Regions from separate parts of the Mus musculus genome. Here all the other regions are linked to region 7. A link is a contact called in public promoter capture Hi-C data. All regions are on one chromosome and are shown on one strand. Each heading gives the region's core, a stretch centred on a gene start, on an enhancer-like site or on the middle of the called end of the contact. The rest is flanking DNA. Distances are from core to core; before and after follow the strand shown.

Evidence for each region. Promoter capture Hi-C pulls out the DNA fragments that hold promoters and counts their contacts.
Region 1: a promoter capture Hi-C map of pre-B cells shows a contact between it and region 7, with 4 times the contacts expected there. The contact joins the enhancer-like site here to the promoter of Cenpc1 in region 7. A contact is called at or near these places in 5 of 39 promoter capture datasets (the C10 cell line, the HPC-7 cell line, cranial neural crest and 2 more), 2 of 115 datasets of contacts at active chromatin or transcription factors (bone marrow-derived dendritic cells and large pre-B cells) and 1 of 9 other capture datasets (liver).
Region 2: a contact with region 7 is called in a promoter capture Hi-C map of hippocampal neurons, with 4 times the contacts expected there. The contact joins the promoter of Tecrl here to the promoter of Cenpc1 in region 7. A contact is called at or near these places in 2 of 39 promoter capture datasets (cranial neural crest and hippocampal neurons).
Region 3: a promoter capture Hi-C map of pre-B cells shows a contact between it and region 7, with 10 times the contacts expected there. The contact joins the promoter of Grsf1 here to the promoter of Cenpc1 in region 7. A contact is called at or near these places in 4 of 39 promoter capture datasets (the 3T3-L1 cell line, embryonic stem cells, hippocampal neurons and 1 more), 2 of 484 Hi-C or Micro-C datasets (CD4 T cells and CD8 T cells), 3 of 115 datasets of contacts at active chromatin or transcription factors (astrocytes, kidney and large pre-B cells) and 2 of 9 other capture datasets (adipose tissue and liver).
Region 4: a contact with region 7 is called in a promoter capture Hi-C map of pre-B cells, with 5 times the contacts expected there. The contact joins the enhancer-like site here to the promoter of Cenpc1 in region 7. A contact is called at or near these places in 6 of 39 promoter capture datasets (the 3T3-L1 cell line, the HPC-7 cell line, cranial neural crest and 3 more) and 2 of 115 datasets of contacts at active chromatin or transcription factors (astrocytes and bone marrow-derived dendritic cells).
Region 5: a promoter capture Hi-C map of liver shows a contact between it and region 7, with 3 times the contacts expected there. The contact joins the enhancer-like site here to the promoter of Cenpc1 in region 7. A contact is called at or near these places in 7 of 39 promoter capture datasets (the 3T3-L1 cell line, frontonasal cranial neural crest, hippocampal neurons and 3 more) and 2 of 115 datasets of contacts at active chromatin or transcription factors (bone marrow-derived dendritic cells and large pre-B cells).
Region 6: a promoter capture Hi-C map of pre-B cells shows a contact between it and region 7, with 12 times the contacts expected there. The contact joins the promoter of Dck here to the promoter of Cenpc1 in region 7. A contact is called at or near these places in 11 of 39 promoter capture datasets (the C10 cell line, the HPC-7 cell line, erythroid cells and 6 more), 4 of 484 Hi-C or Micro-C datasets (CD4 T cells, LSK cells, memory CD8 T cells and 1 more), 4 of 115 datasets of contacts at active chromatin or transcription factors (astrocytes, bone marrow-derived dendritic cells, embryonic stem cells and 1 more) and 3 of 9 other capture datasets (adipose tissue, embryonic stem cells and liver).

What each region holds. Positions count from the first base shown.
Region 1 is chr5:88,498,379-88,501,235 of GRCm38.p6, forward strand. Enam (enamelin) reads left to right here. Exons shown (of 10, transcript NM_017468.3): 9 at 238-288. Among named protein-coding and RNA genes, the nearest start is that of Enam, 12 kb to the left of the region's middle. Within about 2 kb of position 1,578, at least 34 of the 459 cell types and tissues checked have an H3K27ac peak or open chromatin away from gene starts, as enhancers often do. A contact at or near this core is called in bone marrow-derived dendritic cells and pre-B cells, where this site is marked.
Region 2 is chr5:83,353,652-83,356,576 of GRCm38.p6, forward strand. It overlaps Tecrl (trans-2,3-enoyl-CoA reductase-like), which reads right to left and starts at 1,544. Exons shown (of 12, transcript NM_153801.3): 1 at 1,122-1,544. The coding sequence starts at 1,349.
Region 3 is chr5:88,674,778-88,677,557 of GRCm38.p6, forward strand. It overlaps Grsf1 (G-rich RNA sequence binding factor 1), which reads right to left and starts at 1,394. Exons shown (of 10, transcript NM_178700.5): 1 at 981-1,394. The coding sequence starts at 1,334.
Region 4 is chr5:88,643,777-88,646,589 of GRCm38.p6, forward strand. Rufy3 (RUN and FYVE domain containing 3) reads left to right here. Exons shown (of 18, transcript NM_001289774.1): 14 at 292-388; 15 at 1,761-1,825. Among named protein-coding and RNA genes, the nearest start is that of Grsf1, 31 kb to the right of the region's middle. Within about 2 kb of position 1,360, at least 6 of the 459 cell types and tissues checked have an H3K27ac peak or open chromatin away from gene starts, as enhancers often do. A contact at or near this core is called in liver and pre-B cells, where this site is marked.
Region 5 is chr5:88,592,687-88,595,447 of GRCm38.p6, forward strand. All of the region lies in intron 1 of Rufy3 (RUN and FYVE domain containing 3), which reads left to right. Among named protein-coding and RNA genes, the nearest start is that of Gm42107, 29 kb to the left of the region's middle. Within about 2 kb of position 1,260, at least 32 of the 459 cell types and tissues checked have an H3K27ac peak or open chromatin away from gene starts, as enhancers often do. A contact at or near this core is called in liver, where this site is marked.
Region 6 is chr5:88,763,540-88,766,425 of GRCm38.p6, forward strand. Dck (deoxycytidine kinase) reads left to right here and starts at 1,474. Exons shown (of 7, transcript NM_007832.4): 1 at 1,474-1,807. The coding sequence starts at 1,717.
Region 7 is chr5:86,063,920-86,066,837 of GRCm38.p6, forward strand. Cenpc1 (centromere protein C1) reads right to left here and starts at 1,664. Exons shown (of 19, transcript NM_007683.4): 1 at 1,409-1,664. The coding sequence starts at 1,426.

The DNA of each region.
Region 1 (2,857 bases), core at 328-2,827, 2.4 Mb after region 7:
ACGCACACATAGACACAAACACACATATACATACAATCACATACACATTTCTAGTCCAGTCTAATGGTGCACAACTGTAATCCCAGCACTTAGAAGGCTGAGGCAGGAAGATTGCCAAGAACTCAAGGACAGCCCAGATCCATAATGGTCCTGATATAAAACAAGATCCTGCCTTTAAAACAAAGAGAAGAAAGCAAAGTGGTTGGTTCCTTGCTCACTGTGCTCTTCATCTTTCAGAGGGGACCACCAACAGCGTTTGGACGGCCAAAGTTCAGCAATGAAGAAGGAGTAAGTACGAGTGGCTCTGTCACCCTGGTTAAGAACTATAGTCTATCAGCTGCTATCATTTAACCCAATGCCACAAGAACTTAAAACCATCGCTAAAAACGTCTTTAACTCGAGCTCTCAAGTTTTTTTTTTTTAAGTGAAATAAAATCAAGCCAGTAGTGTGACTAAGTGTGATGCAGTGCTGGTTGTGGCAGCACCGGCCTAGTCTCAGCACAGCAGGCAGCTGCGTGGCTTTGTCCCTAAACCCAGCACCACTTCCATGGTGCATAATCCCTCTACATGGATTGAAAGACTGTACACAGATTTGCTGTGGAAACTATTAGCTTCTTTGCAAACCTGATAGTGAACCCTAGAAAGTGAAACACACAGAAAGAAATTAAGATCATCTTAGAATATTCTCTTCACAGGAAACTACATTATTGTCTAAATATCTCATTGAATAAATACTGAAATCCAGAGAACATAAATTAATATCCAATTTTTCCTCTTGGGTTACAGGATAAACTGGACCAAACCCAAGTCTTATGATACGATACCATTTTTACTATATTCCAGGAAAGTAATCAAGTATGCCCAGTATGCCAATTCTTAGTATGTCAGCAAATAAACTGTTCTCGTGGTCCACCCTGGACTTGGCTTACTCTTTACCTCTAGCTATGTGGCATGCACTCCGTGAAGGCAGAAATGTACACCTTTGCCGGAGGAGGAAGGAGCAAGGTATCACTAAAGTAATGGTGGTGAAATATTATTTCAATAATATCACGGGACGTTTAAAATACTATATCACTATAAAATACCCACGTAAGAGTGTCTCAGGCCATTGTATACAATACCCTTACTTAGAAACTAGAACTTCAGATTTTCATAAAATTTAGCAAGTAAAACAGAGTAATTCAGACATAAACATAGGCTTAAATCTGTGTCCTATCTCTTGGGAAAACTAAGGCTGGGGATATAGCTCAGTAGTAGAAGACTTAACTACCATGCCTATGTTTAATCACCAGCACAGGGGAAAAATTAAATAACCAAATGATACACACGTCTAAAAAAATCACATAGGTTGTTAATTTAATTCAAAATTATTAAGTATTTCCCACTGGTCTAGAAAACTAGAATAGCAAGACAATATTTTTACTTGAAAGCTTCCCATGGAGATGTCAAGTGGGAGGAGCCCAGTGAAATAAGCAAGTCAAACCTGCTGCGCTGGTAACCACAGCCGAAGGCTGCAGACATGAGCAGCAGAGCCTGAGTCCAGCACTGTTCCAGGAGCCAGGTGCACCTGGCTGTGGCACTCAAGCTGCATCTTGAAGTCAAGTGTGCTGGGAGGGCTGAGGGTGTAGGTGGGAAACAGTTAGATAGGGAGAGGCCATGTGCAAAGACTCAAGAGAATTAACAGCGGAGGCAATTTGCAACCACATCAAAGTTTAAGGAAGAGGAACTAAGGTTAAAGGTCATGGCCATGACTCAGATGATTGTAAAAGTTTTAAAATGTTTAGTTCAATATGTAGCATTTATTAGAAACAAAATTCCAGATATGAAGATCTAGAGAAAGATATAGATATATTCTCATTTGACTCTCAGGACAAATTGTATGGTTTTTACTATCCTATTATTATTGTCTCCATATTACAATTGAATAATGTGAATTTAGCCAACAGTTATAGCCCTAAAAGTTGTAGAAAGTCCTGCATTGCACATGTATATAGCACCAAGGCATTCTGCTTTCTGTTATGCTAAAGAATTTATAGTTTATCCTTTAAGGGAAAGGCAATTCTGAACACATATTTAAAGAGAAAAATGTTTCCATTCCCAGAAACAGACCCCTAGTGTCTCCTACTCTGATGGAAATCATAAAGTAAAGTAAGATTACACATACAGTGGTCACTGAGAAAGCAATGTCAATAGTTTGGGAGTGGTAGGCAAAAAAAAGACAGGGCAAGGCTGAAAGTTCAGATAGAACGTTTGGACTTGGTAATTAACTGTCTGGGGAAATAAGATAGAAAGCAGAAGCTGGGGCAACTGGGTTTGAGATTAGAAAATGCTCCTTAGATGCAGGATAATGACGTTTATGGGGAGATGAACCCAGTTCTGGGTGCATTCAGTTGGAAGAGTCTGGAGCCTTACTCATTGGACCTTCGGCAAGAACTGTAGGACAGGCTTTTGCCTTTGTGAAATAAAAGCATGTATCCATATTTGAAGTTCAGGCTCAGCAACATAGGAGAGTAAAATGAGAGCACAGAAATGAGGAGAAAAGGGGATGGAATCAAAAACAAAAACTATTAATCATGATGTTGCCCTGCCTGTAATCCTGGCACTCTGAAGGCAAAGACAGGAGGATCCCTGCAAGTTTTGCACGACACTGATCCACATAGCAAGTTACAGGCCAGCCAGGGTTATATGGCAAAGCTCTATTTCAAAAATAAATAACTAGATACAATATCAAGAATTATAACAGTTAACTTGGACACTGTAGCTCACATGTGTAACCTCAGCACTCAGGGGCTCAAGCATGGGGGTTTTCACACATTCAAAGCCTAAGCAATAGTCTCATACTGTGAGATCCTAGATC
Region 2 (2,925 bases), core at 294-2,793, 2.7 Mb before region 7:
AAATTTATAACCATTTTCTATTTCTGAAAGCAATGTTGGAAAAAAAATCAAAGAAAAGACTTTTGTATTAAACAGAAACAGATTATATGGAACCTATATATCAAATATTCTTTAACATAAAACATATTTCTCACTTACAGAAATATAGATTTATAAGATTTCCAACTATATACAAGTTGATGATTAGAATGTCCTTAGTGTTACTTGTGACCTGCACTAAAATATAGCATTTTAATGTTTTTTAACCTAAAAGTAAATCATTATGTTTAAGTTGTAAATTACTGCCATTACAGTTAGTAAATTTGAACATATATAATGTTTTTGACAGTTATGAAGAGCAGTGAACAGTACTATTACCTAGCAATCCACCTGCAGTATGCTTACATAGAATAAGTGATTGGATATTTTGTTTATACAAAAAACATTCAATAGTGTTTCTATAAAACAAAATACATAACTTTTTTGAAAATATCAATGCTGTAATGAATTGAAGTTGCTGCCTTTTCAAATAGATGAAAAACATTTTGGTGTATGATACATGCCCTTAAATCTTCAATAAACACATTTTCATACTTCATTTTTTTTCTGATCTAAGATATACAGATTACAGCATTCTTCTTGAAACATCTGTGCCTACAGATGCAGAAAGAGGGGACATTTAAAAAGCTGTATTCTTTAAGACTTTAAAGACTGCTCTTTAAAAAGGTAAAAGCTTTAGAAAAGTAAACAACAAAAACAATATACTAAAATATATTAAACGTTTACAATCTGGACACATACTAAATACTTTTAACTTTTATTGCTTTTATTTTCTATTTTCTACAAGCACTTGTAAAATGGTGTACATTTTATTGCTATAAAAGCATGAAAAGAAAAAATTTTGATGCAATCTGTGTTTTATTATAAATGTTTTTACTTAGGGATTATAGGCAATACAGCAGAAATTGAAATGATTATTTATGGTAAATATGAAAATGAAGCAAAAGTATATAAGGCAACTTCTTCACTCAAGAACTAAGTTTGATGATTAGTAATGCATTTAGCAAAGTCCTGTCATTTAATTTTGAAGTTAGTAATTTTGAGCCTAACATGAAACATTTAAGAAGATAAATAAAGCTTACCTTATCCACAATACATATTTGTTTTCTTGTATGAGCATCCAGTATTTCGATCTCAAAGTGAGTCGTTTTTGAATGTTTGACTGCTGTAGTAGTTTTGAGCGGGCCTGCTGAGAGTACAAGTTGTGACAAAGAGTGGAAATTTCTCGCATTATTCTTCATTGTGGACTGTGGCAGTCCCTGGAATAACAATTCCCTCTTGCGTTCCAGGGACTTGTGCCTTTTGAACATTGTGTGAACTAGCAGGGGAATCTGGCATGTAAACAGGAGATACTTGCAAGAGTACTCCCTTTGTGCCTGTTAAACACTGCTGTGGACGCCCTGGAGGTCAAGTGGCATGCCATTCCAGCGGTCTAGTTTTATTTAGCAGGCTGGGAAACAATGACCGATCTGATTTCTATATATAACACTATTGAGAACTGCTGCAGAGTAGTACATTGCCTTCTGCATTTGAATTATTTCTTGCTTTCTCTTTTTATCTCTGTTACTTATGAGTACTCTTATCTGAAATTCCAAAGCAGAAAAGAACAGAGTGCTTTTATTATCTCCCAGTTCCGGATACAGTAATCTTCAAACCTATTACACACTGGTTCTCATTCATACATAATATACTCCAGCAGGGTGACACCATATAGGGTGAATCATAACGCTGCAAAATATTATATAAGACAGTTAAATTGAGTCTATAGTTAAAGTCATAAGATACACATAAAGTCAGCTATAGGATGAGTTTCATTTAGTGACAGAATTAGAAACTTAGCCCAGAATGAGAAAGATTGAACGTTCATAGAGAAAAAACCTGGCAGGCAGCATATATTGTAACCATGTAACCACATAAAAGGCAAACTGGAATACATTTGAAAAATACTCTTTAAAAATGTAAACATTATATAGCATATAATATATATATATATATATATATATATATAAACACATATATACTCATATGTATAAGGTATATGGATCTATCTATCTATCTATCTATCTCTATATATATCTAATTATAAGATATATAAAGAAACACAGATATATATGTATATATATATGTATATATAATTATATATACCTATGTAGGTCTATTTCTCTCACACTCTCTCCATATATATATACACACACATATGTGTGTGTGCATAGATAGATAGATAGATAGATAGATAGATAGATAGATAGATAGATAGAGAGAGATAGAGAGAGAGATAGAGAGACAGACAGACAGACAGACAGACAGACAGATAGATAGATAGATAGATAGACAGATAGAGAGATAGATAGAGAAAATTCTGTGTTTACCCTGAATTATTGTTTGAACAAAAAACTCAGAAATTTGACTAACAAGACATTATCAATGATAATTATCAGTTTGGAAAGGAAATTAAATTAGAAGAAACTTCACAAACAGTAAATTTTAAAACTATTCACGATAAACTCAAGCCAGAGAGAAGACCCCGTGAGTAAAGGACCTTACAAGCAAGTCTGATGAGCTGATTAGGGCTCCGGGTTCCACAAGGTGAACTGAGTAAACTAAGCTTGCAAATTGTCCTCTGACAACCATAGGCATCTCAACACCCAACACACACACACACACACACACACACACACACACACACACACACACACCCACACACCCAACACACACACACACACACACACACACCCAACACACACACACACACACACACACACACCCAACACACACACACACATACACACACACACACACACACACACACACACACACAGACAAACTGTAATTTGTTTTTTGTTTTTGTTTTTTTTTTGTTTTTTTTTTTGAGACAGGGTTTCTCTG
Region 3 (2,780 bases), core at 144-2,643, 2.6 Mb after region 7:
AATAGTGCAGCAGAAAGTATTGGGCCGGGATTCAAATCAATTAGCTCAGCTACTGGCAGACATCAGCCATGCAGATGAACCACCCAGATATCACTAATTCAAGCAGACGCAAAACTAAATTAAGATAAACATGGCCAGTGGCGTTACCAGGTTAGGTAGACACTTCCCAGATGCCACATAAACCGCAAAAGAGAAATGTCCCACATATACAGAGGACCAAATATTTGCAATATGAATTCTTACAATGTCTTTCTGAAAAGACGGGAAACAAGGGAAAAGATCGTGGAGTGACAACCGAAGCCCCCAAGTCCTCACCCACGGACGCCCCCGCCCCACACACACACGTTCTCTCCCAGTTTCCCACGGTCTCCCCACAGCTCTCCGCGTCCGCAGAGCCCCGCTGCACCAAAGGTCCTTCTGTCAAGGCGAGTGGACTTGCAGAGGTGACCTTCAGTCAGGTGGACCGCCCGCCTCTCCCCGCGGACAAGGGAGAGGGACGCGCGGGGGCTGTCCCAGGCTAGCCCACGCTCCCGTGCGCGCGGGGCTGCGCGTCGGTGGCCGGCCGAGGAGGCCCGAGCCGCCCGGCCTACCGCTCCCACCGCACGCACGGCCGGCCCCGACCCTCCGCGGGCTCTGGCCGCTCAGCTTCACCTCCAGCGGGCATAAGGCTAGGGGGGAGTCGGGGTGGGGGGCGTCGGCGGCGCCCCCAAAACCTACCATGGGCCCGGCGGGAAACAAGGCCTCTACATTCACCCCAGCCACACTTACACTGCCCAACCGCCCAGACTCGGAGGGAACAAAACAAGAAGAGCCGGGGCCGTGAGAGCGTCCCTTGTTCCCGTGCCCAATAGGAGGACGGAGCGGGAGGGAGGCGGGGGTGCGGTGCGTGCCGCGGATCCCCGGGCGCGCACGCGGGGCGCTCGCGGACAGACCGACGCGGGCGCGCGGCCGCCGAGGGTCCCGCGCGCGGCGCCACGTACCTGACTGTAACCCCGCGCCGGGCCCGCGGCGGCTGCCAGCGATCGCGGAAACAGCGGGGCGCGCAGGGCCGAGTAGGACGCGGCGGCGGCCGCGGCGGCGGAGGGACGGGCAGGGATGGGACCCGCCAGCCTCCCGGCGGCCGCAGGCCCGAGCTGCAGGCCCCGCGTCTGCGAAGCGGCGGCCGCGGCGGCCCCGAGGAGTAGCAGCAGGCGGCGGCGGCCAGAGACGCCCGACGGGAAGGTGCCGGCGGCGGAGTAGAAAGGCAGGCAGGCGGCGCCGGTCCGCCGGCAGCTGCTGCAGTTGCAGCCGCAGCCCCGGAGCAACGCGCCTAGCACCCAGCGCGTCCCGGCCATCGGCTCCGGAGGCGGCGCGGGGCCTGGAGGTGGCCGCTGTGGCGCGAGCGGAGGGGAAGTGGAATCCAGGGCGGGGGAGGGGGCACCGGGCACATGCGCCGCGCGCACCCGGGGCTGAGACGAGGCTCGGAGGCGGAGGTGAGCGAGCGGCCCCGCCCAGGCTCCGCCCTCGGGGCGGGGCTTTCCCGCCGGTAAGGGTGTGGGTGGGGTGACCTGAGCGCCTCCAGAGTGGAAGTTGTCCCAGGCTCTCCTGCTCAGGTTAGAGCTGAGGTCTGCGGGTCACCGAGGCCCGGCGAAGTTTCCGGAAGGAATGGGTTACCTAGCTCTAAAACGTTTTGGGACGACGCTGAGGGGGCGTTGATACCCCAACCTCAAAATTCGTGCAGAAGGCCAACTTTGTTTTGAACGGAAGCACTGATTTTATAGTATATGTGAGATATGTATATAATATTTATCATATATTATATAAAATAAAGCCTTCCTTAGACAATATAGTCACAAGTGAAGGTGTAGAGATTTGCAAATAAATACATGAGTGGTTGTGCAGTTTTCTCCTATGTGGCAAGGACCTGTCAAAGGTAAAAAAATAAAAATAAAAAACTAAAGACAAATGGGAGTTCTTAGAGTAAAAATATGAAGGAGAGGCTGATTGGTTGTGGCGGGGGTGGGGTTAGGAGGCATCTCTGTGACTGGGTAGTGTAGTTCCGTGGCAGGGTAATCGCTTAGATCACCCCAACCTCCTCGTGGGGGTGAGGAGACCAATATAGGGCTCTCTATCGTGGAAAATCTTAACATATTTCAAAGTTTTTGAAATTCAATTCTTGTTCAACTTCCAGAAGTAAAGAAACCGCCTACATTTTCCACTGTTTCACCTTTATCCCAGTGCCAGCTCTAAAACTTTTTTTTTTAAGTTAACTATGTAATGGCAGTCATCCTATGGTATTCATCTTAAAACAATACGGACTTTTTTATTATTAGTTTAATGTATTAATATATGGGTGTGGCCACGGAGACCAGACAAGGGCATCGGATCCCCTGGCCCTGGAGTTAGAGACAGCAGTGAGCCATCATGCAGGTGGTGGGAGTTGAACCTGGGTCCTCTGAAAGAGCAGCCAGCACTCTAGACCCATAAGCCATCTCTCCAGCCCCAGTACAGACTTTTGAAAGGTTACGTTCTGATAAGTTACCTTTGAGACATTTAAGATGGTTGGGCTTAAACTTTGGCTTGTTTACTCTGGACTCCTTTTAGATTTAAGAAAACCAGGTATTTCACAAATGAAAACATATTTCTGTCCAAGAAGGAAAGAATAGAAAACCTGACCGGCTTGTTCCTTTTATACCCGAGATGTGTAGAAGAGGTTCTTCCTCTTTTCTTCGGTGAGACACAAACCCTAAAGCAGTGGCTGGCAACCTTCCGAATGCTACATCTTTACAACAGCTCATCTT
Region 4 (2,813 bases), core at 110-2,609, 2.6 Mb after region 7:
AGGAAACTGCAACTCCTTGTTAGGAGTTACTGTAAGAGTTGCCCTACTGACCCGGGTGCTCCTACCATGCGTTCTGAATTGCCACAAAAGGAGTAAGCTGCCTTTACATGTTAGGGCATCAGTAGTCCTACTGTGCTCCACTGTCTTCCAGCTCAGTTGTCCATATGTTTCTGGGAATTCCTCAGGCATTAAAACTCAATTGCTGAACTTTAAAGGGCAAGGTTTGGCATTCTTTAGAATATATGACTACAGAAATCAGAATTTTCATTCTCTCCTCTCCCATCTCACCAGGACTCAGCTGGAGTTAGAACTGAAACAAGAAAAGGAGAGGAAGTCACAAAACAGGGGCACCCCAGGGAAGGGGGCCCAGAAGCCAGAGCTGCGCATGGTAACGTGTGTTCCCCGCTCGCTTGCTTTATTCCACTTACATTCTGTGAGCCGCTTGATGGGTCCGCCAGGTCTTTCGCGGCCCACTGCTTAACTGCTCTACCGACTGCAGACAGCAAAGCAGGCTGGGGTGGGAGGACAGTGGGATCCTGAGCTCACCTCTAAGGTGATCTTGCTCAGGTTGGAAAAGTGACTCCTTTCCTCTGCTGTTTAGTAAAACTATTATGGCATTGTAATAAGCATGTATTTCTTGGAGTCCTAATACATGAATGAACATATGCAAGGAGGTCCTTTGAGGAAGAGAAGAAACTAGAGTTACAGAAGGGAATGGCATGTAGAATGGTTAAAGAAGAGAATAAAACTTTATACTCAGTCTTGAAAGGTCTCTAGCACCTGCAGGGGTGAGCAGCCACAGTTCTGCAAGATGGTCTATGGCACCGTCCTCTGGAAATGATGCGGGGTAAAAAGCATGAGACACTTCAGTCAGAGAGCAAGCGCCTTTGTGTGTATTAATATGGATAACGACGTGGGGAATTCTTTTCCATTTTCTAGAGAACAAGCTGCTAACTTGCTGCAGTACAGTGGAGTAATGAGCAGAAAGTAGTTACACTGTACACGTTACTGGTGGAAATGTGCAGACCAGCCGTGCCATGTGCTCCTCACTACTTAGTTGAGCGCATGGAAATCTGAAGGGTGTAAGGAGGTCTGCCTGGCTGGCTGTACTTTCCCAAGCAGGCTGCAAGGTCCTCAGTCTTGATTTGCCCTAAGTAGAACTTCTCTTCCCTGATATTTGACTGCTCTAAGAACTTGGTAAACCTTTGAGAATAGGTGGGAAGCAGTTCAGAGCAGGCAGTGGTATGTGTGTATATATTTTCTCACAGAAGTTGACCTAAAAACTACCCAAGCCTGCCTTGCCAGCCTGGGGCCATTGCCCTTCTACCAGGAAACTCACTTGAGTACAGGCTGGAGTCCGTGGCAGTGGGGCAGCTATGTGAATGTTCAGAGGATCATACAGCTAGTCAGAGAAAAGTCAAGACAGGTACTTTTCCCAAGAGCCGACTTCTCTTGAGCCCACTGAAGAGGACATTCCTTTGGATTTTGTTTAAATTCAGAAAATAAAAAATGCTCCAGAAATATCTACTTCTAAACTGTATCAAAATTATTTAATAACTACTTGGTGTAGAGTATGAGAAAGCTGCTTTGAAATTAAGTCCTTTCTCTAAAACAGAAAGGGAGGGAGGGAGGGGAAGGGAAGGGAAGTGGGGGGTGGGGGTAAGGAAAGCACTTTCTCCTCAGGCCGAGGAAACCTGTGATGGTATCACAGTTTAGTGTCCCGAAGACTTAATGGCTGAGCTATTATTTTCTTTTGGCAGGATGGGAAGCACAGAATCCAAGAGGAAAACGTTAAACTAAAGAAGCCGCTGGAAGAAAGCCACAGGTGTTTGTAATGCGAGTTTCTGGAGTGGTGGGAAGGGAGCTCCTGGTGAACAGCCACTGAGCTATATAAAGTAGAAGGCAGTTAAGGGAAACCACACAGCACAGCAGCTGGATCACAGGGCAGTCAGCCTGTCCTGGGATTCTGCCATGATTAACCCCTTAAATTACCACTTAAAGACATTATATCAGTTGACTGTAATACCTACACCTGCCAGCCACTAGATACGTGAAGCAGGAGGAGGTGAATTCAGCGCCAACTGGTATATGGGCTATACTGGTAACCTGTCAAAAAATGAAGTGTGTGTGTGTGTGTGTGTGTGTGTGTGTGTGTATTAAATTGGAATCTGAAGACCATGAAGCTCCATAGTTCTTAAGTTTGTAAAGGAACACTAGTGTGATTGTTTCCACGCACCTGCTAAGTTGGAGGTGAATACCCTCATTCCCTTATGCCTTACTTTTTTCTTTCCCGTAAGGATCTCAGCTTTCCTTCATCCCTGTTTCTTAACTTTCATCTGATCTGCTTACTATGAAAAGCATAGGCGCTGGACAAGGTGGTGCACACCTTTAATCCAGCACTCAGGAGGCAGAGGCAGGTGGAGCTCTGTGAGTTTGAGGCCAGCCAGGGCTACACAGAAAAATTCTGTCTTGGGGGTAGAAAACAAAAAAAGCATAGGTTTGTTGGGCGGTAGTGGATACACAAAAAAATCCTGTCTCAGAAGAAAAACAGAGAAAAGCATAGGCCCTGACTTTTTAACAGTAATTTTACCATGTTAGAGAAAAAAATATAATGCTACCGCCTGACAAAGGCAATCCAACTATAGAGCATTCTAGAAAAATAAAAGCAGGTACACATCTGAAACAATCTTGGTTCTCTTCCCTACCCTCTGGGACACTCCCTCTCCCTGCAACTCTTAGTTCCGTCCCCTTTTCCCTGTCCAATCACAGACCTCCTCTGCCCTAATGTAATTGGTCAGGGAAAATCCAGACAA
Region 5 (2,761 bases), core at 10-2,509, 2.5 Mb after region 7:
ATGTATGTCTGTGCATCTACCTTATGGCTATAGTGCACACAGAGACCAGAAGAGGACATCAGATCTCCTAGAACTAGGATTATAGACACTTGTAGGCCACCATGTAGGCGCTGGGGTTAAGCCCAGAACCATAAAGTCATTTCTCCATCCTCACAGTTCCAGGATTTTTGTCCACGTTTCTGTTAAAAGTCACAATGACATGCTTATTGGTTGCTGTGCCTGTGAGCATATATCACTGCTGTTCTGTGTGGGAAGCACCCAGTGGCCAGGGTGTGTACACCAAGATGGACTCAGCACAGCCTTAACTTTGGGAGGAGGAAAAGGGGTGGTGGCATCTTTCATGTAGCTCAAGTGCCTCAAAGTTGCTTCTCCTTTCTCTCCATTCCAAGTGCTAGGATATCCTGCATCTACTGCCTTCCTGGGTGTTCAGAAAATAACCCCTGGGGGCTGGAAGATGGCACCGTGGATAAGGTGCTTTGCATTGGGAGCCTGGGACCAGTTTGTGTCTCCAGATTTTGTGTTCAGTCTGGGTGCGATGGTAGGCATCTGATGCCAGCCCTGGCAGAGGAGAGATGGGAGGATGGATGGATGGATGGATAGATGAAGCTCTCCGCAGTCATTCTAATGTAAACAGGGGGCTCTGGGTTCAGGCGAGCCAGTGTCTCAGAAAAGAAGAAGAGAAAATAATAGAGGACATCGCCCTCTGTCCTACACACACACACATACACATAACTGTGTCCTACAATAACACATACATGCACATACACATCACCCTGTATCGAACATACATACACACACGCACACACACAGACACACACACACACACACACACACACACACACACACACACACACATACTAACACACATCTTTTGCAATCAGCCCCAGTAGCAGTTGGTCCTGGTTTTATATTGTCAGGTTCCCAGAGTAGTGATTACACAAGGCAGTCTTTGTGAACTCCATGCCAGAAAGCCGGGGCAAAGTGCTCTGGACAAAGTTCATCTTTTCTTGTTCTGCCGGGAGAGCAGTACGGCAGGTCACCCTCCTAGGTAAGTTTTTTACCGTCCTAGCCTCTGGGGTTCTATAAAATCCTAAGTCTGGATGAGAAATGTCAGTGGCTTTTACTTGTATTCCAGTTCCAAAGCTCCCAGGATTGCTGGTGGAGAACTGGCCCCTGTAGCCCCGCTGCGGTGGGTAGATTGGTTCTGGGTCTCTCTGAAAAGCTTCCTGTCCTTCCGGCGGGTGCTCCTGCATTGCTGTCTACTCTGGTGGCTCTTTGCAGAGTCTAAGCGGTTTGCTCTCCGCTGACACACCTTCTGTGTTAATCTTTAATGCGGGCCTTAAAAATGGACTGGTTTTGTTTAGTTGGTTGTTCTGTTTTGTGACAGTGCCTGGCCATGTTCTCCTGCCTCCACCTACCAAGTGCTAGGGATTATAGGTGTGTTTGTGTACCATGGTGCCTGCTTCCCTTGTGTATTTGAAAACATTAATTTCATATGTGTGTGCGTATCTGTCTGTCTTTTTGTGTGTCTGTGTGAATGTATGGAATGTGTCCTGAGTATGCACAAGAGACAGAAGAGGAGATCAGCTGTGTCAGAGCAGGAGGGAGAGACAGTGAGGCGGGGTGGGGCGGGGTGGGGTGTGGCAGTAGGCTGGTTACTCAGATGTTGGGACCTGAACTCTAGTCTTTGTGATTGCTCTTAAGGACACATCCATCTCACTACTCCCCACCCCTCACCGGGTGGAATGGAGTGCAAGAGTTCACATGAGCCCTCCTTGGGTTGTCAGCCTCAGTGTCACAGATAACTAAAGTCGTCCGTTCTCATCTCTGAAATACGAATCATTTTCAGATTGTTGTAGCAGTGCTGATGCTTAGATGAAATTGCCAGAGTCCCAAGTGCTGGCTGGGAGAACAGTGCTGGGCCATCCACCTGCACTCTGCGCCAGGTTCATCTCCTTTCTTTTTGACAGGGGTGTCATTACCATTACTAGGAAAAGTTGCACATTAAAAGTTATTTTATTTATATGTATGTGCATATATGCATACCACACATGACACAGCTTACACATGAAATTCAGGACAGCTTTGGGGGTTCATTTTGTCTTCTGGGGCTTGGTCTTCACGTCAAGGCCAAGCTTCTGTATCCACCCGAGCGCTGCTGCTGCTGCTGCAGTGTTACTGTGTAGCTTAGGGACAAGCCGCTTACCAGCTATGGTTAAATATCCGCCGGGCTACATAAGTACCTGCTATATTCCTTATCCATGAAGAGAAATAGGCAGGGAAAGATTTAGTCTGCTCTGCTCCCTAATTTGGGGTCCTTATACAGTTTTATCATTAACCTCTTGACTTAAAACAGACTGTGTTCATATGCCCCTTAAAATGTTATCACAGGCCATTAAGATGGCTCCACAATAAAGCCCCTCATCTCCAAGCCTGGCAGCCTATAAGCTAAGACCCACATAGCAGAAGGAGAGAACTGAGTCCAGCAGGTTGTCCTCTGACTTCTGCATGTCTGCCATGACACATGCACTCACATATGAGCATACACACACAGAGAAATAAATAAATTAATAAGAATATTATGGGGTTGTCATGATAGCTTAGTAGGCAAAAGTGGACAGATAGGTCTGGAGACCCTAGTTCAATTTTCAGAAGACGAGAACTCACCCCACAGAGTGGTCCCTGACTTCAGGATTCGTCCCTATATGTATCATACGTATACACACAATGATAAATAATTTTTAAATTATTTTTAAAATGC
Region 6 (2,886 bases), core at 224-2,723, 2.7 Mb after region 7:
GCTGGGCATGGCATCTCTCCTTAAGAGTGGTTTGTATTCCCAGTGAGAGTATGTTAGGGAAAACTAATTTTTTCATTTACAAGCAGTTTTCAATTGGAATAACTTCTGGGCTAGGGTCAGAGCCATGTGTCCACTTTTTCAGCTCTAGGACCCCAACTGGCTTAGCTTTATGCAGGGAACATGCATGCTGCCTCACTGTGAATTCATGTGTGTGTTGGTCATGGTGGGTTTAGAAGGCCTTGTGTCCTTGGTGTCCTCCATTGCCTCTGACTCCTAGACTTTCCCCATCGTTTTCCATAAGGTTCCCAGAGCCCTGAGGAGAGGGCTTTGGTGGAGACATCCCATTTAAAGCAGAGTATGCCAAGGTCTCCCTCTCTGCACTTTATGCCTTTGTGGGTTTGGTTCTGCAGAAAGAAGCATCTCTGATGCTGGCTACAAGAGATACTGACCTATAGGATATCACTAGGTATCATTTTATTGTTCAGTTATTGTAGCAGAACAGTATTTGGATTGCCACCTGAGCAGTGTCAGATATGTGTTACATCTCATGGAGTGGGCCTTAAATCCAGCCAGTCCAACAACTCACTTTAATACCTGCTCCTTTTTTTGTAGAAGTCGTCATTTCTCCGCTGCTAGGTCCATTTTTAGGACATATTTTAGGTCAAATGATAGTTACACGCTAAAAAAAAAATAAGTTCCTTTGTTTTTGTAGATAATTTGAATCTGACTTCCAGATGGGTAATCTTTTTACCAGGTCTATACCCTGATTAAATAGCACCTCTCTCTAGCTCAACCTAGCAGAATGCTGTGTGTGTGTGTGTGTGTGCAGAGTACATCTCTATGTATAAACATGTGTATATGACTTTAAACATTAATTACATGTTAGGCCATGGACATGCAATGTTAAGTCATAGCCATGCTGCTGAGAAACATACCTAGTGTTAGGTAACTTTATAAACAGCACGGTGTAGCATGCAAATTAAAGTGGAGACCTTGGGTGTTATGATGCCAGTTTCCAGTCTCACTTCTGGTCCCAGACTTTAAACCAGTAGCCACTCCCTCCCTTCCTTTCATTCTAGGCACTATCCTGTATGGTGGATGGTACTAGATCGCTGGTTAACGAAATAACTCTTAAGACAGTGACGGACAGCTACACGTTTTCTGTGAGAGACACCTACTGAGGCTCTTAGTTTGAAATTACTAGTTCTTACTTTTCTTCCCGGAAAAGTTCAAACCACGAAGCCTGACAGGATCCCAAAGGGCTGGTCCAGAAAAGCCTGACCCTACTCTTCCCTAGGCGCTTCGCTCAAGCTCCGCCCCTGCCCTCGAATGAGCTCATTGCGCAAGGCCCGCCCCCCGCCCTCCCACTGCTCATCCCGCAGGCCCCGCCCCCTCCGGCTCACAGCTCGTCGCGCACGGTCAGTCGCCCGGCTCTCTCAGGGTTCTCCTCACAAGCCCCGCCCCCTACCCTGCGCTCCTGGGACGCCCGGCCCGCCCGGAGGAACCACAGACATGCAGATCCCGCGAGGGCGAGGCGTATAGGGTGGGAGTCGGGGCCGTCAGGGCGGGTTCTCCACGGTCTGCCCAATCGCCTGCGCCTCCGCGCGCCAAAGTCAAAGTGCGGGTCCCGCCGGCGCGAGATTGACGCTGCAACCCGGAGCCGCCCGTGCCGCCGTGTCCCTGCAGGTTCCGCACCCGAGCCGTCTGGAGCTAGGCATGGCCACCCCACCTAAGAGGTTCTGCCCTTCTCCCTCGACCAGCTCCGAGGGGACCCGCATCAAGAAGATCTCCATCGAGGGGAACATCGGTAAGGTGTCCCCGGTGCGGTGCTGTGCTGGTGCCCCAGGATCCTTCCCTGCTGCCCTGCTCGCGCCGGCGCGGTGGCTCGTCTGGCCCGGCGCCAGCGGGGGCTTTGTGAGGCGCGCTCTGGACCAGTGTGCACCCTTTGTTGGGAACTGTTTTTTCTTGAGATGTAACTTAGGTATGCGAACCCCTTTTTAGGTGTGCTCTTCAGGTAGGCTTCACTGACTTGCGGTTTTACCGCAAAATTGAGACCGTTTTCATCATTTACATCCCCAGTTCCCTTTGCGCTTCTTTGTAGTCAGCTCTTTCTCCCTTCCCATCCCCTTACAAGCCCTGACCTGCTTCTGTTTTAATCCCTGCCAGTTTTGTTTTCCCATGATGTCCTAAACAAAACCAGAGTGTCTTGTTTTCTGTGTCTTGCTTAGTATACTAGAGTGCCTTTAAAACTCACCCATGCTGTTTATTTCTGCAGAACTTTATTTCTTGTTCTGTTTTTTTTTTTTTTTTTGAGACGGTCTCACTTTTGAGACCTGCCTGTCTTGGAACTCACAATGTTGGCCTTGAACTCTCTAGCGATTCGCCTGCCTCTGCCTCCTGTGTGCTGGAATTAAAAGAATACACCACCACGCCTGGCCCAGTGTAATACTTTAAAAAAAAAAAAAAAAAGAAAGTAATATTACAATGAGTGGTATATAGCACATCTTTGTTGTCACCATTTGGGTTGGCGTTTGTAGCAATCCCTAACACTACGCTACACATATGAGGAAAGCAGGTAATGAGTTTGATAGTGTGCAATGTTTTATTCCCTTTCCCACGTACAGGTAAGCACTGAGTTTTGGCTTAAAGACTCTTAGAGTTTCTGCCCTTAACCTTACTGGGGGAGCTACACTGTGCATGTCATTTTGCAAGGTGAGCTTGAATTGCCCATTCTTTTACATTTCCTACCACTGGGAACCAACCGACGCTTCCTGTTTTGGCACAGCTGTTAGGTTTGTGCCTGCAGGTTGAGTACTGACTATTCATGTATGCAGCGGATGTTTTCAGTTTTGCCACCTTCAAAGCACCATCTCTTTGAGAAAGAAG
Region 7 (2,918 bases), core at 414-2,913:
AGATCACAGTCAAATATCAGACAGAGCTCAGGGACTCTTGTCTAAGAGTAGAGGATAGAATGAATCAGGAGGTGCTACACACACTCCGAGAGGCCTGGAAGCACTCACAAGGCAAAGAGTTTCAAGGAATCCCAACCTCCTGGTATCTTGGCATTCTCATAACCCATATACTCATACCCTATCCCCACGTTAGTCTGGTGTATGGATCCATGTGTTCTCTTTTAGTATTATTTTATTATAAGTGCCTTTAAAGATTGAATTCTGACATAACTAAGCCTTCGCCAGTGTTCCGACATCCCAAAAAATCCTTGAAGCCGACAAACTTGGAATTCAGTAAGAAGGTTATCTATTCAGTAACATTCAAATTTACTTCTAATTCACACTGGCCTAGGGAATAGGTGGGTTTACCATGAAAGAGTTAGGGAATCCCCGAGACAGGTTTCTTCACTAGGTCCAAAAGAAACAACATAATCAGGCATTTACTAAGAACCCCTAGTGGTGGGCTTAACAATAAATAGACTAGCATTACACCAGGCTCCCTTCTTAGTGGCAGTGGCCTGGTCCCTGCCTTCTTTTGATGTATACATTCCTTATGTTTTGTGTCACTGTAACTCGGTGGATGTATCTCGCCTTGGTTCTTGTTATTCTTCTGTATAAAAAGTTCGATGCTCGACTAAACTGTCTTTTCATACATGTTAAGCATGCATAAACACACACACAACTACATGATAGAAACCATCAACGAAGGTTTTCTTTCAAAGATAAATTGAACTGCTGAGTTAGGGAGGAAATAGGGCATAGTAATCATACAAAACTTGGAATGAATATCAAGTGTGTCAAGAGACATAAAGTGGCAAGTCGTGGCCCACATCAAACATTCAAAGCTGGCACCTTTTAAAATATGATTGCCTTGTATAAAGCTTTATCATTAACAGGTGTCCCATAAATATTAGACTCTTCACATAAAATAGTATTTCGAAATTAATACTCGAGGTTTTCCAGACCATCAAGACTGGCTTGTACAATAGTCATGAGTATTTGGAAGACTGAAAAACGGGAAAAGGCTGAAATGTAGAAATGAAGGAATCTCTTCCGGGGGGGGGGGGGGGGAGCAGGCACGGATGGATGAGCTTACGACGTGAACCAGTAACAGTCCAGTTACTTCCACTACCAGTACACCAGCACACCTGATTTGTTACCTGTGCAGCTTTTAAGCCACCCCAGACAAGCCCCACCCCACCCAGACAGGCGGGACTAGGCACCCGCTACCCGATCCCTCCGCACCCCTCACAAGCCTCCGCACCCCTCACAAGCCTCACCCCACCCCACCCCGACAAGCCGGATATGCACCCGGTCCAGCACAGGGCGAGCGACGCATCGCGCAGGCCCGATCCAGACCCGCACTTACCAGATGGAACGAGGCCATGGTTCCGGCCCACTAGGTCAAACGGAGGCCTGAGAGGGAAACCCAAGCCGGCCAGGGTTCCAGGAGGGTTAGAGTAAGATTGCGGACGGAGGCGTCCCCAGAGCTGCGCGACCCGCACTTAACACTCAGCCGTAAATAAACAGCAGCCACCAAGAAAAATAAATGAATAAAAGTCAAACGAGCCACGCCTGCGCACAAGCCTAGCTTAGCCGGCCGTTAATTGGCGTTTTTTAAAGACTCCGGCTCTTGTTCCCGCCCATTCGCCTGTTACTCACCTATCAACCCGCCTTTCTCAGTTCGCCCCGCCCTCCTGCCCAGCGCGCCTTGCTCTTCCGCCCGCGTCTCAACCTCCCACTCATCGCCCCGCCTCTCACCCGTCGCCACGCCTTTCACCAGTCGCCACGCCTCTCACCCTTCGCCACTCCCCTCGCCGGTCGCCACGCCTCTCACCCTTCGCCACTCCCCTCGCCGGTCGACTTGTCCGGGCTTTGTGTGGACTCTCCTGTTCTACTTTCTTCAGACAGTTTGTTGCGTCTATGACTGCTCGTATTTAGAAAGCAGGTGTTGAGCACCACCTGTGCTCCTTGAGATAAATGTATAATACATCCCAGCAGTTCTACTACGGATTAATAGGTAATACTTAAAAAGGATTACAGGTAGAAATTGCTGGCGTTTTGAGCAGAGTACACTACGCAGATTCGTCAGCTGCAACCCGCCCATCTATACAGTATCTCTGAAAATAGTAATGCTATTCTTTTTTCAAGTATTTAAAAATTATTTATGAAGCAAAGGCATAAATTATATATGCATATCAGTAGAACGAACATAATGTTTTTAAGAGAAAGTGACTGCTTCTGTCTTATGCGAAAATTAAGGTAATGACCCCAATTGGAAAACAAGGAAAATACACCGATGTGTATTTTGTCCTGTCCACGTGACTCTAGGTCGCAGCCTGTAGCTGCTCTATTTCCTTAGGAGACAGAATGCCATAAATACATACATACATACATACATACATACATACAGAAGGAAGGAAAGAAAAGAGAGAGAGTCTGCAGGGATGGAGCGATGGCTCAGTGGTCAAGAGCGCTTGCTGCACTTTTAAAGGAGCAAAGTTCGATTCCCAGCACCCACAAAGCAACTCAACCGTTTGTAGCTCCAGTTCCAGGGGATCTGACACCTATTCCGGCCTCAGCTAGCAAAAAGCACGCACGTGATGTCCTCGCAGGCAAGCAGACAAAACAATCATACCTATAAAGTGAATAAATCTCTTTTTAGTGTAGATTATTTTAGAATGATGGGGCTCCATATGAGCTGAATGTGCTCATGATTGCAGCGACGCTTGCCCGGCTCGCCAGTCAGATCCGCCAGAGGGCAGCAGAGGTGCTGCAAACTTACTTATTTATCATATTCTCCAATGGGAAGCTACAGAGTCCAGGCAAACTGTACAACAGCTACGACTCGATAAATCTCCAAGAGGAGTCAGCCGACC